3 separate regions of the Macaca mulatta genome follow, and regions 2 and 3 are each linked to region 1. A link is a contact called in public Hi-C data. All regions are on one chromosome and are shown on one strand. Each heading gives the region's core, a stretch centred on a gene start, on an enhancer-like site or on the middle of the called end of the contact. The rest is flanking DNA. Distances are from core to core; before and after follow the strand shown. Region 1 holds the start of DSE (dermatan sulfate epimerase). Region 2 holds the start of TSPYL1 (TSPY like 1). Region 3 holds the start of CALHM6 (calcium homeostasis modulator family member 6).

Region 1 (4,998 bases), core at 1,732-4,231:
TGAAAGAGGATCTGGAATCCACACCCTCAACAGGCTGGAGCTTGCCTACACATGGCAGAAGTAAGCAACACAATCGGTAAACGTAAAAATCCTGTAAAAGTTTCAGGTTATATAATATTTAATATACGCTACAACCCACAAAATGCTAGTCTTTTGGGAGTTCCTTTTTGAAAACAAAGACTACCAATATACTAACACCCAAATTAAAATATTTTTTCTTTTTTTCTCTACAATTATTTATTGAAATCATACTATTGAGTGAAAACTATGCAATTTCTTTCATGCAACATAGTGTGATCCAAGTATAAATAAATACCAAAATATTCTATCACAAATAACATTAAGAAATGTATAAATATTTTATTAACTGCAAAATGTACTTTCATCAATGATCTTAAAGCACTTTTTCAGAAATTAAAGAGACTCTTTACAACGAGGCACTGGGAAGCATCTGTGAAGTTAAGAGCTTCATTTCATGGATGACCACCGGGTCCTCTCAGGGCAATTCTGCCAGATATTGAACTGGAGAGCCCATAAAATCTCATTGAAAGGAACTGTATTAGCTTGTTTCTGAACTAATTTCGTAAATTAGTTGTACTAATTTACAGATGTACACACAAACATTAGTCACTAAGATGGTCCTGATCTCATATCGCAAACCTAGCTGATGTCTTACCCAGTGCTTTTTTAATAGGTCCCCAAGATCAGAAGGAGGGACAGCCTCTATCTAGCAGGATAGAGAATGGAACCTAATAAACCCATCATGGCAACTGCCTATACTGTTATCAAAGTATCTCTTGGTCAAAGTTTCTTTTCTTTTGTTTTCATTCATTCATTCTTTTTTTTGAGACGGAGTCTCGTTCTGTCACTCAGGCTGGAGAGAAGTGGCACGATCTCGACTCACTGCAACCTCTGCCTCCCGGGTTCAAAAGATTCTTCTGCCTCAGCCTCCCAAGTAACTGGTACTACAGGCGCGTGCCACGATGCCCAGCTAAGTTTTGTTTTGTTTTTTTTTTTTGTATTTTTAGTAGAGACAGGTTTCCCCATATGGGCCAGGCTGGTCTCTAACTCCTGACCTCGTGATCTGCCCTGGGCCTCCCAAAGTGCTGGGATTACAGGCGTGAGCCACCGCGCCCGGCCTTTTTTTTTTTTTTTTTTTTTTTAGAATTCCCCTTTACTTGGTGACTGTACTTTCAGTATTTTTTAATTTGTCAAAATGTACTTTGTAGGCCAGTGTTTTTATTTAACAAAAACTTCATAAAAACTGATACTGACATCATATACATGTCAATGAAAAATAACTCTTCCCAAGTTCAAACTTGGGAAGTGCTGCTTATTGATGTTTCTCAGGTTCTGTATTAGTAGCTCCAAGAGAGCTAAGGCTGATCTCATATACCTCTGTATGTAAGCACTATCTTGCACATTTTGCTGAACCCAGAGGGGTCACTAGGTGATGGAGACATCAAATTCAATCTGTTATCTTCTCCATTTTTACTAGAACAGTCCTTACCAACATACTTCAAAAAAGAACTTGTATCTGTATCCTGACCGTCAAAGGAAGAGGTCACGATACGGAAATCTAAGTATTTGCATGAAACAAATACTCAGATAATCCTATATTTTCTTCCATGCACATTAGGGTTTTTGTGATCCCATTTAGCAATATAGTTAGAATACACTATACAATATTGTATATCACTTTCACATAGAGATTATCATTGAGAATTTTTTTAAAAACTTGAGAGAATTACTGAAAGTTTAAATTCCATAATGTGAAAAATACTGAAAATATGTATAAGTGAGAAGATCTTTCACACATTTAACAAGGCTAAACCATGACTTTCTAAACCATGACCAGTGAAAACTTAAAAAAAAAAAAAACTTTATTACACGAAGATTCCTAGAACTAAACGCGTCATTGCCTGACCTAAAGAATTTCAGGTAAGTGAGGTTCACCATCCTGATTTTAACCAAAGGCTTCGGTTTCCATCTGAATGCCAGCCAGCTTAAGAGGAGGCTGCTGCCTTAAAGGAGCGATGAAAACGAAGAAGTTCTCAGGTCACAAACTTAGCTCAGATTCCAGCCCCGACAGATCTTGAGCCCATGTGGTATCACTTTCAGAGCTTCCCAGTCCGTGAGTCAAGCCCCCGCCCCCTCCTCTCCCCGGGACTGCCTCGGGGGCTGAGGTTTACTAACAATTTCTCCGAGTGCCGGCGGAGCCAAGGAGCGCTGGAATCCAGCGTCTGGAGAGGCTTGGGAAGCTCTTCCTCGGCTTCCGCAGCCGCAAAGTAGGGCTGCCAGCGCCAGGATCGGCACACACGCCACCGCCACCTCCCCCAACCTCCAAATGGCTGGGATACGGAGGGAAAGGAGGACGCGAGGGTGTGCCACCCAACCCCGCAGAGTGAAGTCGAGGCCCCATGGACCGTCGAGGAAATCGCGGCTGGGCCGCCCTGATCCGACGCACTGAATGCGATCTCCAGGTTCTCATCGTGTTCCCGGCTCAGTGCTCGCGTTCAAGGGGGTGGGGAGGGGCGAAAAGCTGCCCCTCGAGGCTGCTCAGCCGCTGGGGAAGTCCGTGGCTCAGTCTTCACGCGTCAGGCGCTCTCTCGGAGCCCAGCCGAGCCGGGCCCGGGCGCGCAGCCCGCGGCGCTCCGCTCTCAGCCGGGGACGTGGCTCTCCGTCTCCTGCCCGTGCCGGGCCAGCCCCACAGGCTACCCGCCCGAAACTCCAGAAGAAAGTTGCGCCGCGCGCCCCAGCTCGCCCCTTGCGCGCCCCTCCGCTTACCGCTCCCCGCCGAGGCTTCGTTCTTTCCGGCGTCGCCTCCGCAGCCTCCAGAGCCAGCTCCTGGCCCTCCTCACACCAGGGCGCCCGGGCTCCCGGCCCTTTCCGAACCGAGCCTTCCGCGCCACCGCCGCGCCATGGGTGCTGGTGGGCGCCGCGCCCCGGGATGCGCTGCTGTAGCCTCGGGCGGCGCTACTGAGAGCCGGGCCGGCGCGGGCGGGTAGGTGTGGGCGAAAGGGGCGGAGGGAGGGACGCGGCGGGCGCTGAGGCTCCGCTGGAGGGGGGAGGAAACCGCAACGTCACCAGAGCCCGAGGAGGCGAGGATGAGGAGGGGGAAACGGGGACCCCCTCTCCCGGCCGAACCCCGACCGCAGGCCCGCCCCGCTTTCTCCCGCTCCTCCTCTCCCGGGACTCACGGCTCGCAGCTGTGCTCGGCCTTCCACGCCACCCGGCCCGGACTCCACCCGCACCCCTGCCCGCCAGGCCTCTTTGGCTCTAACTTGTTCTAGTTTCTTAGGACTCAAACGCTTCAGGTTCGAGAATCACACCCAAAGGAAAGGTAACTTTTGGAGGCCCAGGGGGAGGAGCTGATGCTTACACACAACTCTGGGAGAGGAAAGCGAGGAAGACGTTAAGAATCTTACTACCCGGGCTGGTGCCCACTGCAGTCTGCTCCTCCCGAATAGTTACTGCCTCTTTTCTCTCGAATTTCAGTTTACTCTCTTCCCAAAGAGAAGTTAGTTGGGGGGCGGGGGGGGAGCAGGGTTTGGAGGGGGATCGCCTATAGAGAAGCAGTTCTCTTTTTTACTTTACCAACAAAATACACTAAATCCAAGCGCACCGAACCCTGCAAACGGAACAGATTTTAATCATAGAAGGTCAGGAGCAAAGCATTTAATGTAGGCAGCTCACAAACGGAAATTTATCTTACGCAGTGGGGGGTGTGAGAGAGAGAGAGAGATCGCTCATGCACCCAAGTTCAGGTGGAGCATTTGCAACTTTGGTAGTCACAGCCTCTTGGAGAAGAGTCCTCCTGTTTTCCAAAAATCAGCCACTGGGCTCAAACACACTCAGCCAGGTCCAACCAGGCCCCAAGGAGATGACAGGTATGATCAGGGCCATTACCTCAGGAATACTTCCCCCACCCTCCACCTCCACCCAGTGTGTTCATGTAACCTACCAGACCTAGATTGTACCGAAGTGAAAGATTTGTAGGCTACTTACCCATTCATTAGAATGGGAGATATTTTACTGGGAGCAGTGCTTTCCTCCATGAATTCTGAAGGGTACCTCCATCCAATTCCCCTGACCTCAGAGGTTCTCACTTCTATTTGGCCAAATACAGAAAAAATGTGGATGTCTCAGTTTATGCTTCTCTTTTTCAGAAATTGCATTTAAGAGGAACTCCTTACAAACAGGCCAAGAGGAAGTGATACTATTAAATTTTTTAAATGTTCGCTCAGGTAAATCACTAATTTGCATAAACTAGATGCTTTAGGGAAGGTCTGTGGAGGAGAGAAGAGGACTCTGGAAACTGGAATTAATTTTTGGTTCAAATCCAAACTTTGCTTTTACTACTGTGGGCCTTGGAAAACTAACATCAGAGCCTCAGTTTCCTCATCTATAGTGTAACGATATAATACCTCGTTTGAACAGTTATGGAGAGGATACAATAAAAATAGCTAATGTTTATTGAGAGTTTACTACACCATATCAGACGGTCACTATGCTAAGAGATTTACATATACTAATGCAATTATTAGAACAAATTGTGAAAGTGTCTAACTATACTATGTAATCCGTGTTAATTTCCATTTATCTTCTCAAATTTGAAAGAGACTTTAGAAAAAACATCTGGTTTAATTTACTTAACCTCTCAGCAAGTAGTAGTCTAGTTCAGTGATTCTCCAACCTGGAACTTTAGAATCAGCAGGGGAGCTATAATAAATTCTTTCTAATGGGAACCCCCACCCAAGAACAACAAATCAGAATCTCTGAGGTTAGGGTCTAAGCATCAGCATCCGCATTTTAAAATCTCTTCCCAGATGATGACAGTGTACAACCAGGATTGAGAATTCTTCAAAGGAGGCAGTACTCACTGTCATTTGCTCCCCTTTACCCTCACACCCCCACAATTTTGCTTTTGAGTGACCTGTGAATTGGCCTCTGGATGACATTCACTTTGTGCAAAGCACACCCCTCCCCTGCCCCGCT
Region 2 (4,998 bases), core at 1,233-3,732, 92 kb after region 1:
ACACTAATTATATAACGGCTTCTTTGACAAAGTCATCTACATTCTAGGATTGGTCCAAGCCTGACACTCTTTTCTGCTTAAAAAACTAGAAGGCTTATTGGAATAATAAAAGTTTCCACTTTAGGCCGAATGAAATTATACCAGTTCAATATAGAAGATGATTTCACGGCAATTAGAAACAGGCTTTGTGAAAAGTTCCATTATTGCTTTTTATTTATACCAAAAGTAATTCCAGCCATGCATAACAGGCTCCATCACTTGTAGAGAAGAAAGCACTCTATATTTCTTTCGACAGAAAAGAAGTAAGGCCTGAAATGATTACCTTGACTTTTCCAGAAAGGAGAGAAGAATTGGAAATACAGTATTGGTAGTCCGAGGTTTTGATATGTAAACTCACCTAAATATACTGGTCTTTTCAGAGTTTGTCACACAGTGTGACCACAGAAACTTAAATTATTTGTAAAATAAAATTGTTTTCTCTGTGTTTTTCCTATCCTTTTAGAGCCTTTGAAGCATATATAGAAATTTATTCTCCTGAGTAAGAATCTATTACTATATACAGTAGAGCAGCTCTCTGTGTTGCCAGTGGCAGATAGGAAGGAGAGCAGGTGACAACCCATATGCCCCTTACTTGTCTTCTGCAAGCAGCAGGTTGTAAGCAAGAGAAACTGTTTTCTGCTCAGTTGCTCCTTTATTTAACATTTTAATAATCTATGGGATACTGTGCAAGGTAGTGTGCTAGGCACTCGATAAACAGAGGGAAACAAAACCATGATCTTGTCCTCTTGCAGTTTATGGTCTCCTCAGATATCATTTGTGGTATGTTTAGGCTTTAATTTTGTCTCTGTGTATTGCCTAGGTGTATATCTGGTCTTGATATTGAAAGACAGATTCAAGCTGTAATACATCACAGCTGTTGGGCAGAAACTCATGGGAAGCAATGAGCAAGGCAGAAGGGGCAAATTAGAAACAATTTGAGGCACCCATAGATGCAACCAAACCTTAATCCAAAGTGTATTCATTTAATATTGCTTCTGTAACAAATTATCACAAATTTAATAGCTTAAAATACACAAATTTATTATCTTATAGTGCTGGAGGTTAGAGGTAATAACCTCAAGGTGTTGGCATTCCTTTGGAGGCTCTAGGATAGAATCTATTTCCTTACCTTTCAAGCTTCTAGAGGCTGCCTTTATTCCTACGATCCTGGCTCCTTCCTCCATCTTCAAAGCCTGCAACATAGCGATTTCCCTTTCCTCCCTCCCCCTCCTATTCTCCACCATTCTTTCCCTCTCTCTGTGCTTTCGTCCTCTCATCTTCTCTGACCCTCCTACCTCCTTCTTATAAGAAATGTAATTCCATAGGGCCCATCTGTATAATCCAGAATCATCTTCTCATCTCCAAACCTTTAACTTAATCATATCTGCAAAGTCCCTTTAGCCACATAACTAAGACTAGTACATCTCTGAGGGCCATCAGCTTACTACCACACGAAGCAAATTAAGTAGAAAATAAGGTTTGCCTCTTTTATGCCTTGAGTCAACCAGCTGCATGTTGCCCTTTGCAAGTTTGTTTTCTACTTCAAGGCCATCTTTGTTGTCCATTTTAACTAGCCTTTCCTCACAAAATGGTGGTATGTTGCTCCCCCTACTGATATTTCTCTGAGGCCTTGTAACTCTCTAAGATAGCAGCAGTTTAACTCACAAGTCAAAAAACTGGAACACTTCAACCAGAGACATTAACATTCCCCTCTAATGAACTCTTAGCTGATTGCTAAAGACAAATGCTTCATTAGAGCCAAACATTCCTATCTTACATAACTAAATATGATAACAAATTAAGTTCATGGGGCTGGAAATAGTTATTATTTCCTCTTTCTTGCAGTGAGGAGGCATGAAACAACATTTAGCAAACTGATCCTGGCTTAATTCCTACAGATATTATGCAGCACAAACTCTTATTTGATGCAGACCATACATAAAAAATTAGCAATGAATAATAAGCATCGCTTTAGTGGTAAGGAAGCTGAGTAGCTTTTTTTCCCCCAGTAATCGTAGAGGCTAGACTTGACATTTTTATGTCACTTTTACTTAGAAGGGGGGAAACATTAGTTACTCCACGTAACCAGGAGCAAAATACTTCTTTTTAAGATTAATAGCCTCAAAAAAGTGAAGACCAGAAAAACACTTGTTTTCAGACACTGGAGAGCAGGCACTGTTACGGCTGTGATTTTACAACCGCTCCTACATGCTGGGAGAAGTCTCCAGATGCATCTCAAGGTGGGTCGTCAGTGCTTTCAGACTCAGCACAATCTACATACATTTACGTAGTTAAAATTACTGTTGCTATGGGTAAATTCACAGAAGTAAAGCCCAGAGAATCCGGTTGGCTGGCAGGGAGCGGCGGAACCAATCCCGGGCTCAGCAAGTTCTCGCGATACCGTGAGATCTGCATCCCTGACGACACCGCCGCGGAGATGTTAGTGAGACTGGCGGGTGGGCGGTGCGAGCGGCGGTTAGCTCCGAGCTCGGCTTCTCTGAGGAAAACGGGCGTTCACCTGCGGTTGGTCCGACTGTTACCAACATGAGCGGCGTGGATGGGGTCGAGAGGACCCCTCCCCTCCAAACCCACAGCATCATTATTTCTGACCACGTCCCGAGCGACCCGGACGCACACCAGTGCCTGAAGCTCCGCGACCAAAGCGAGACGACACAGGTGATGGCGGAGCCGGGTGAGGGAGGCTCGGAGACCATCGCGCTCCCGCCTCCACAGCCTTCAGAGGAGGGGGGCGTACCTCAGGATCCCGCGGGCCGTGGCAGTACTCCCCAGATCCGAGTTATTGGGGGTCGCGGTCATGTGGCGATCAAAGCCGGGCAGGAAGAGGGCCAGCCTCCCGCTGAGGGCCTGGCAGCCGCTTCTGTGGTGGTGGTGGCAGTGGACCGCAGCTTGAAAAAGGGCGTTCAGGGTGGAGAGAAGGCCCTAGAAATCTATGGCGCCGAGAGATCCGCGTCTGAGCTGCCGGCGGGGGCGGGGGCCGAGAACGACACCGAGGAGGTGAAGACAGGAAAGTGCGCCACTGTCTCAGCAGCCGTGGCTGAGGGGGAGAGCGCTGAGGTGGTGGTGAAGGAAGGCCTGGCGGAGAAGGAGGTAGTGGAGGAGCAGATGGAGGTAGAGGAGCAGCTGCCGGAAGGTGAAGAAATAGAAGTGGCGGAGGAAGATAGAGTGGAGGAGGAGGCGAGGGAGGAGGAAGGGCCCTGGCCTCTGCATGAGGCTCTCCGCATGGACCCTCTGGAGGCCATCCAGCTGGAACTGGACACTGTGAATGCTCAGGCCGACAGGGCCTTCCAACAGCTGGAGCACAAGTTTGGGCGGATGCGTCGACACTACCTGGAGCGGAGGAACTACATCATTCAGAATATCCCGGGCTTCTGGATGACGGCTTTTCGAAACCATCCCCAGTTGTCCGCCATGATTAGGGGCCAAGATGCAGAGATGTTAAGGTACATAACCAATTTAGAGGTGAAGGAACTCAGACACCCTAGAACCGGCTGCAAGTTCAAGTTCTTCTTTAGAAGAAACCCCTACTTCAGAAACAAGCTGATTGTCAAGGAATATGAGGTAAGATCCTCCGGCCGGGTGGTGTCTCTTTCTACTCCAATTATATGGCGCAGGGGGCATGAACCCCAGTCCTTCATTCGCAGAAACCAAGACCTCATCTGCAGCTTCTTCACCTGGTTTTCAGACCACAGCCTTCCAGAGTCCGACAAAATTGCTGAGATTATTAAAGAGGATCTGTGGCCAAATCCACTGCAATACTACCTGTTGCGTGAAGGAGTCCGTAGAGCCAGACGTCGCCCACTAAGGGAGCCAGTAGAGATCCCGAGGCCCTTTGGGTTCCAGTCTGGTTAACATTTGCCCTTGGGAATACTCCTGCACAAGGTCTCCTACCACCTTCTGCTGGACTTGTGCTTGGGCATCAGCAATGGGTATGTCTTCTACTGTGTTTTGTTTTTGCTGACTTTTCTGCACCCTCTTTCCTTTGGATATTCAGTTCTCTCAACCTCAAGATTGAGACGGTGGTGGGTATGCGTCTCCACTTCCATATGACCTTCATGCTGTTCTGGAATATCACATGCTACGAGGTCATCCTTCACGCTACTTGTAAGCCAAGCAAATGATACTGTAGATTGTACTGCCTTTATCTGCACTGCTTGGACGCTGTTTATTCCCAGGGCCTCTGAACTGGTTGCTATCACCTGGATTTCTACCTTTGGGAGCCTATTCCACCTACTCAGCTCTGCATCGTGAAGTAAGGGCGCATGCCCTGTGGACAGTTACTGGACGTTAATGAACTCAGAGGAGAAAAGCAGTGAGCCGCTTGTTCTGTGTGATTTATGCTACTTTATTGCTCTTCCTTCACCTCTAGTCACTTTCTATTGCTACCTGCCCTGCATTGGCTCCTGCCAAGGTCCCTCTCTCCCTCTTTTCCTCTGCCTTTTTTTTTTTTTTTTGAGACGGAGTCTTGCCCTGTCGCTCAGGTTGAAGTGCAGTGGTGCGATCTCGGCTCACTGCAACCTCCACTTCCCGGGTTCAAGCGAGTCTCCTGCCTCAGCCTCCCGAGTAGCTGGGACTACGAGTGCGCACTGCCATGCTGGGCTAATTTTTGTATTTTTAGTAGAGATGGGGGTTTCACCATGCTGGCCACGCTGGTCGCGAACCCCTGACCTCGTGATCTGCCCGCCTCAGCCTCCCACTCCTCTCTTTTAAGTATTAGCTCAGAAATATTTGTAAAAGCAAGCTTTTAATTTCATTTTGGTTCTGTCATTTTCAGAGACAAGTTGTCCTGTAAAATAGAGTGCTAAAGCTCTTATGCCCCCACCCCTTTCTTTCTTCCCAACTTCCTACTTCCTAGCCCTTTTATCAGCTCCTAGAATATTTAAAGGGAGACACGTCTAGATGGGATGAAAGGTGAGATCTAGTTTATAATGGGTGGAGGAA
Region 3 (4,998 bases), core at 1,817-4,316, 89 kb before region 1:
TCAGTTTTTAAAAAGCTTCCCCAAATCCCTTCTCCCCTAATCTAAATCAGGTCGCAATTTGCATTTGTTTGTATGGTATTGGTTTTATCTGTATGACTGAAATGCTCAGTGTACTTTCAGAATGACTGAAATGCTCGTTCTTGCTACCCTGCAGGATTCAGTTTTTAAAAAGCTTCCCCAAATCTCTTCTCCCCTAATCTAAATCAGGTCACAATTTGCAATTTTTTGTATAGTATTGGTTTTATCTGACTTCCCAACTCTGTTGAAGCTGCGTAACAACACTTGGAGGCTCATAAAACCATCCTCTCTACTTTTGTGTTTATTTTAAATTTACCATAACATATAAGTTTTAACTTTCCCTCTGATCCTATAAACTAAAAACAACAGTTGTTGCCTGCAATTCTTAACTACTTTTTCTAATTCCATATTTTAAAAAGTTTATTTTCCTTTTCATGATTAATTTATTATTGTAACCCCATTAGAGTCACAAAATGCTCTAATTTTTGAATGCCCACAGCAGGTTCGGCTAGAAGCCCAATGTGCCATCCATTGTGCTATAGAACCAGTTAGAATGCCATAATCTTAAAGTTCCTAACAAGATGTTGTAGGCAAGAAAATGAACTTGAAATTAACATCAGATAACCTAAAAGAAATGTCTGAAGTTCAATTGTTCTGTCACTGTTTTTGCTCCAAAAGTCTTTTATTTGAAAAGGACTCTAGAACAAGGATATAAGACTTATTTTAGTCCTAGTTTTTACTTTGGATGAATCATTTTCTTTTTTTGTTTGTTTTAAATAATATTATAAAGAGGTTAAGCTCTATATTTTAATTTCATATATAAAATTCCACAATTTGGAAGAAAAAAAGCAGTCCTAAAAATATCAATGTTTATTTTTTCATAAAGCAATAATTCAAAACGACTTTTTTTTTTCTATGCATTCAGAAGGTCATAACCCAGGAGTGCTGTTTATACTAGATGAATCTACAAAGCCAAGAACAGGAATCACTGTATCTCCTTCAGTAGACCTGATACTGTGAGTCTTCTCTTTTCTGTTAACATATTTGTGCAACATGCTGTAGTACGGGTCCTTCTGATTGAAAGTATACAGTGATGAAATTTGCTGCCACTCTTTAACGCTCGGAGTGTTACATTCTTTCGGATGGGAGCCCTCAAAGAAACATTTAACATTCTCTTTTGCCAATTCAGTTGCATGCTCTGTGGCTTTACTTTTAAGGATCTGCTGCTCCTGTTCCAAATAGATTTTCCAGAATTTCAGCTGCAGAAAACTAACTGGAGACAGGCATCGGCTGACACATGTAAAAATCAGAAGGACGATGATAACAGCTGCTATCAAGATCCAGCCCAACACCTTAAGAAAACACAAAATAGTAATTTAGTTACTTTTTTTTTTTTTTACAAGAAATTTAAAAATGCTCAGATAAAGCTTCAACTACTCTCCAGTTACGACGATGAACAAGCAACAGTTTTAGGTCTTAATTCCTTAAGAGTAAGGTGTCGCAGTAACCTCCCTCGACCCCCAGTACAACTGCTTGCTTGAAAGGTCAACTCTAGTCCAAGTTATGCACTGTGATTCTGCCCAGGGAGGAGCCCATACCACTCCCTTAGAATTCAAAACGTGGAACTTCTGCAAATCCTGGGAAAGAAGTGTTCATTTTAAAGAACTTCTGAGCTTTCTAAGTCCAGATGCAATGTGGGGTGCTGGCTTTACAGCCAGACAGACCCATTTTATTGTATAGACGCCTTTAATTGTAACAATTCTTCTGCTTTCTACTGACTGGGCAAACTACTTAGACTCAGTGAAGTCGCTATATAGTGGAGATATGAAACTATTACTTGTAATGGCAAAACCGCTGTTGTGAGGCGTAAAAATAATGCAGGCGGTCAAGGGCCTAGCGCAATATCTGGCACAGAGTAGGTGTGCCCACTCTCACTCCCACTTTCCACGATTCATGTACAGTGGCAGATACTACAGGAATGCTTTTTTCTCCTTTTCATGCGTTTTATTTAGATATTCGTTTGACGGCAAATTAGATGCAAGGAGCCATTCTAGATTTTCTTAGGCATTGAATATCTGGAGAAAAGTCACCGACTTTTCCCTCACCCCAGACGCCCAGCGAAATCTCGGCCCCTCGGCTCTCCCCAAACGCCCCCAGTGCCAGCGGCAGACCTGCGACTGAGCCTTCAGATCCTTCAGGAGGTCCTGCACGTCCGACGCCTTGGCCTCGTGGCAGGGCACCAGCGGCAGCTCCGCGGCGCAGTTGTGGTCGCGGTCGAGGCACAGGCGCTGCGCTAAGACCGCACTCCCGCTGGCCGCGCACTCGTAAAAGGCGCCCCCGAGCAGCGCCACGGCCACCCAAGTGAGGGGCGCGAGCGCGGCGGCCGCGCTGAGCTGCGCGCACACCAGGGAGCCGCGCAGCCCAGATCCGCAACTCGCGCGGGCTCTGCAGCCGCAGCCGGTGATCAGGCGCCACGTGCGTGCGCTCAACACATAGCCCAAGAGGAAGAGCGCGAGCGCCGGCACCAGCAAGAAGACCAGGCCGTAGGGCAGGTTCCAGGCGGCGCTGCACGGGCACTGGAACACCACGGTGGAGAAAATGCGCTCCCCGCCCGCCGTCAGCAGGGTCACCAGGCCGTAGCCCAGGGCGCTGTGGTGCTTGAGGTGCAGGTCCAGCACTGCCCGAAACTTCTCCATGAGCCTCGTCCCCCGGGACGTCGCGGACAGGCCCTGATCCTTCTGCCTCTTCGCTGTCCTGCTTGTCAAATGGTTTTGGTGGACTGGGGACCGGGGCTTTCCACTCTGCGAGAAGCAACTCTTTTAAAAGGGAAGAGGGCTTCTCAGACCTTCCTAAAGTTTCACTTTCTCATTTCAGCCACACCAGTTCTGGTTAACGAAGAGAACCAGGCAAACAGACACCCCCTGGCCCCTTGACCTCTCTGGCGCCCACCCCGTTCCAAAGGCAGAGGCACCAGTTATCTTCCTCCCCCAATTCAGGAACTCTGACAGAAGATTGACCTTGTTCCTTTGTTACCACCAATCTGACAACGAACCAGGAAACTACCTTCTTGACCCACAGCCACCAGTTGGGAAAACTGGGAAATACCAGATTTTCCTCTATTGCAGCCACCCTAGTCACTAAGCCAGATCACAGTAAAACCAAATAATTATCGAAAAACTGACTACTTACGGGAAACATTATTCAAGGACAAATTTCTGGTTCCTCCTTCATAAGCTAAATCATAGCAAAGTCCAGCTCAAGTTCTGGTACTTCTATAACGTGCGGCACGCTTTCTGTCTCCCTCCTGGACAGAACCACCAGCCTAGTTCACACTGACTCTTCTCTCCTCTACCTGATCTCCTTCAGGGCATTAGAGCAAATATACTGTATTGATTTACTCATCAATACAATGTCATTTTCTTTCAGGTATGTCATAACACGGTCAGTGTTATAGGAGGGTAAAATTCTGACTCTGACCACCAAGCTGATCAGCACAGAAGGGGATACATGATTGTTCAAAGAATACTAGTTGAACCCAAAATTGCAAACTGCAGCTACATCTATCTAATGTTGTTGTTTCCTCCACCTTCAGTTTTCTGAAGGCAGCATTGTTCTGACACAAACACTGTAACCACTTTTGTGATATTGAGTCTTACTCTGTGTGACTCCAGAGTAGGTTACAGTGAGCTGAGGTGTGCTTGAAAGAACATGGAGTTTGAAGTCAAGCACATCGTGTCTGTGGTGTATTTAACAAGTAGGCCCCTCTGAGACACAGCATCCTTATTTGTAAAAGAAGGATAACAGTGCCCACTTTTCAAGATTATTGATATGAGTAGATTGAGCAGCATATGTAAAGTGTCTTTACCTATAGGGTATGTCTGTTAAATGAATGCTCAGTGTGAGAGTTTACCCCTTACAATGCAATTTGAGGAATAGACAACAAATAATTACATTGTACATAACTTAACAATCTTGATGAATACTGAATTTTGAATTTTAAACCGTGGATCAATTCAGTGGGTAGTATTAAGTGACTCAATATGACTCTGCTACCTTAAGAGAATTGGTGTACACCTTAGCTGTCTGCTTCACCACAAGCAGGGTATCTGGATATGGAGCTTGGGCGGGCAGTTCACAATGAAATGGTTCTTATTGGTGCCCATCCACTAGGCTTGCCTTATTTTATCTGGGAAGAATAGGTAGCCCGTGGAACCAAATGAATTGTTAGAGAAGGGACAAGAAATTTATTATTATTTTCTTAGTCTAACTTGCCTTCTTAACTACTCTCCCTCCAACACCACCAGCAGGGTGCCTAGCATAGTGCCAAAAGCTGTCATTCCATAGTGGTGTGGTAAATAGATATCTTTTTCTGTGTGTTTAGAGGCTAACCCCAGATGAGGGTCTTCATGGTCATGCAGGAAAGTTGGAGCCCTCTTCTCTGAGTTTAGACCAGATACTACCAGGCTTCCTGTCAACTTGCAGCAAAGTTGCATGTTTGAAGCAAATCACTTCTGCTATGACCATTATCTTTGTAATTTTTCATCTCCCAAGATAAACTTCTTCCCTTGTGCCTTGAGTAACTCTCCTCCTACTGCTGCACTCTTCTTCACCTCTACCATAATACTCTATTGTGTCCTCTCTCCTCCACCCTTCCCATATTCCATCATGCACGAACATCAGTATATCCACAACCTTTGTGCAAATGGCTTTATCCAAATCTCCTCTAACTGAAACCTAATAAAAATGCACCCTTCTGTCTTCTTGAGTGAGATTAATTTATTCTCCCACATCTCTCAAACCAAGAGGGATGGCTGGCATTTTCCTGGTTACCTACTGATAGCCATCCCAGGGTTTTATCACTGTGCTGTAATAGTTTATCATCCACTAAGGCTCAATCTAATCAGCACCATCTCCTCCTTCACCTCATTCCTATGGTCTGGTTTTGTTCCCTTCATTTATTAAGACTCTAATGAAGTCCAT

Evidence for each region. Hi-C and Micro-C count contacts between places; a contact is called where the count stands out from the background.
Region 2: a Hi-C map of cortical neurons shows a contact between it and region 1, with 4 times the contacts expected there. The contact joins the promoter of TSPYL1 here to the promoter of DSE in region 1. A contact is called at or near these places in 3 of 14 Hi-C or Micro-C datasets (cortical neurons, fetal cortical plate and liver).
Region 3: a contact with region 1 is called in a Hi-C map of fetal cortical plate, with 1.7 times the contacts expected there. The contact joins the promoter of CALHM6 here to the promoter of DSE in region 1. A contact is called at or near these places in 2 of 14 Hi-C or Micro-C datasets (fetal cortical plate and liver).

The regions. Positions count from the first base shown.
Region 1 is chr4:21,415,193-21,420,190 of T2T-MMU8v2.0, reverse strand. It overlaps DSE (dermatan sulfate epimerase), which reads right to left and starts at 2,981. Exons shown (of 6, transcript XM_015137544.3): 1 at 2,788-2,981. It also overlaps the pseudogene LOC106998168.
Region 2 is chr4:21,323,119-21,328,116 of T2T-MMU8v2.0, reverse strand. It overlaps TSPYL1 (TSPY like 1), which reads left to right and starts at 2,482. Exons shown (of 2, transcript XM_077999307.1): 1 at 2,482-3,618. The coding sequence starts at 2,584.
Region 3 is chr4:21,504,441-21,509,438 of T2T-MMU8v2.0, reverse strand. CALHM6 (calcium homeostasis modulator family member 6) reads right to left here and starts at 3,066. Exons shown (of 2, transcript XM_001111520.5): 1 at 2,190-3,066; 2 at 876-1,370. The coding sequence starts at 2,714. The coding sequence ends at 948.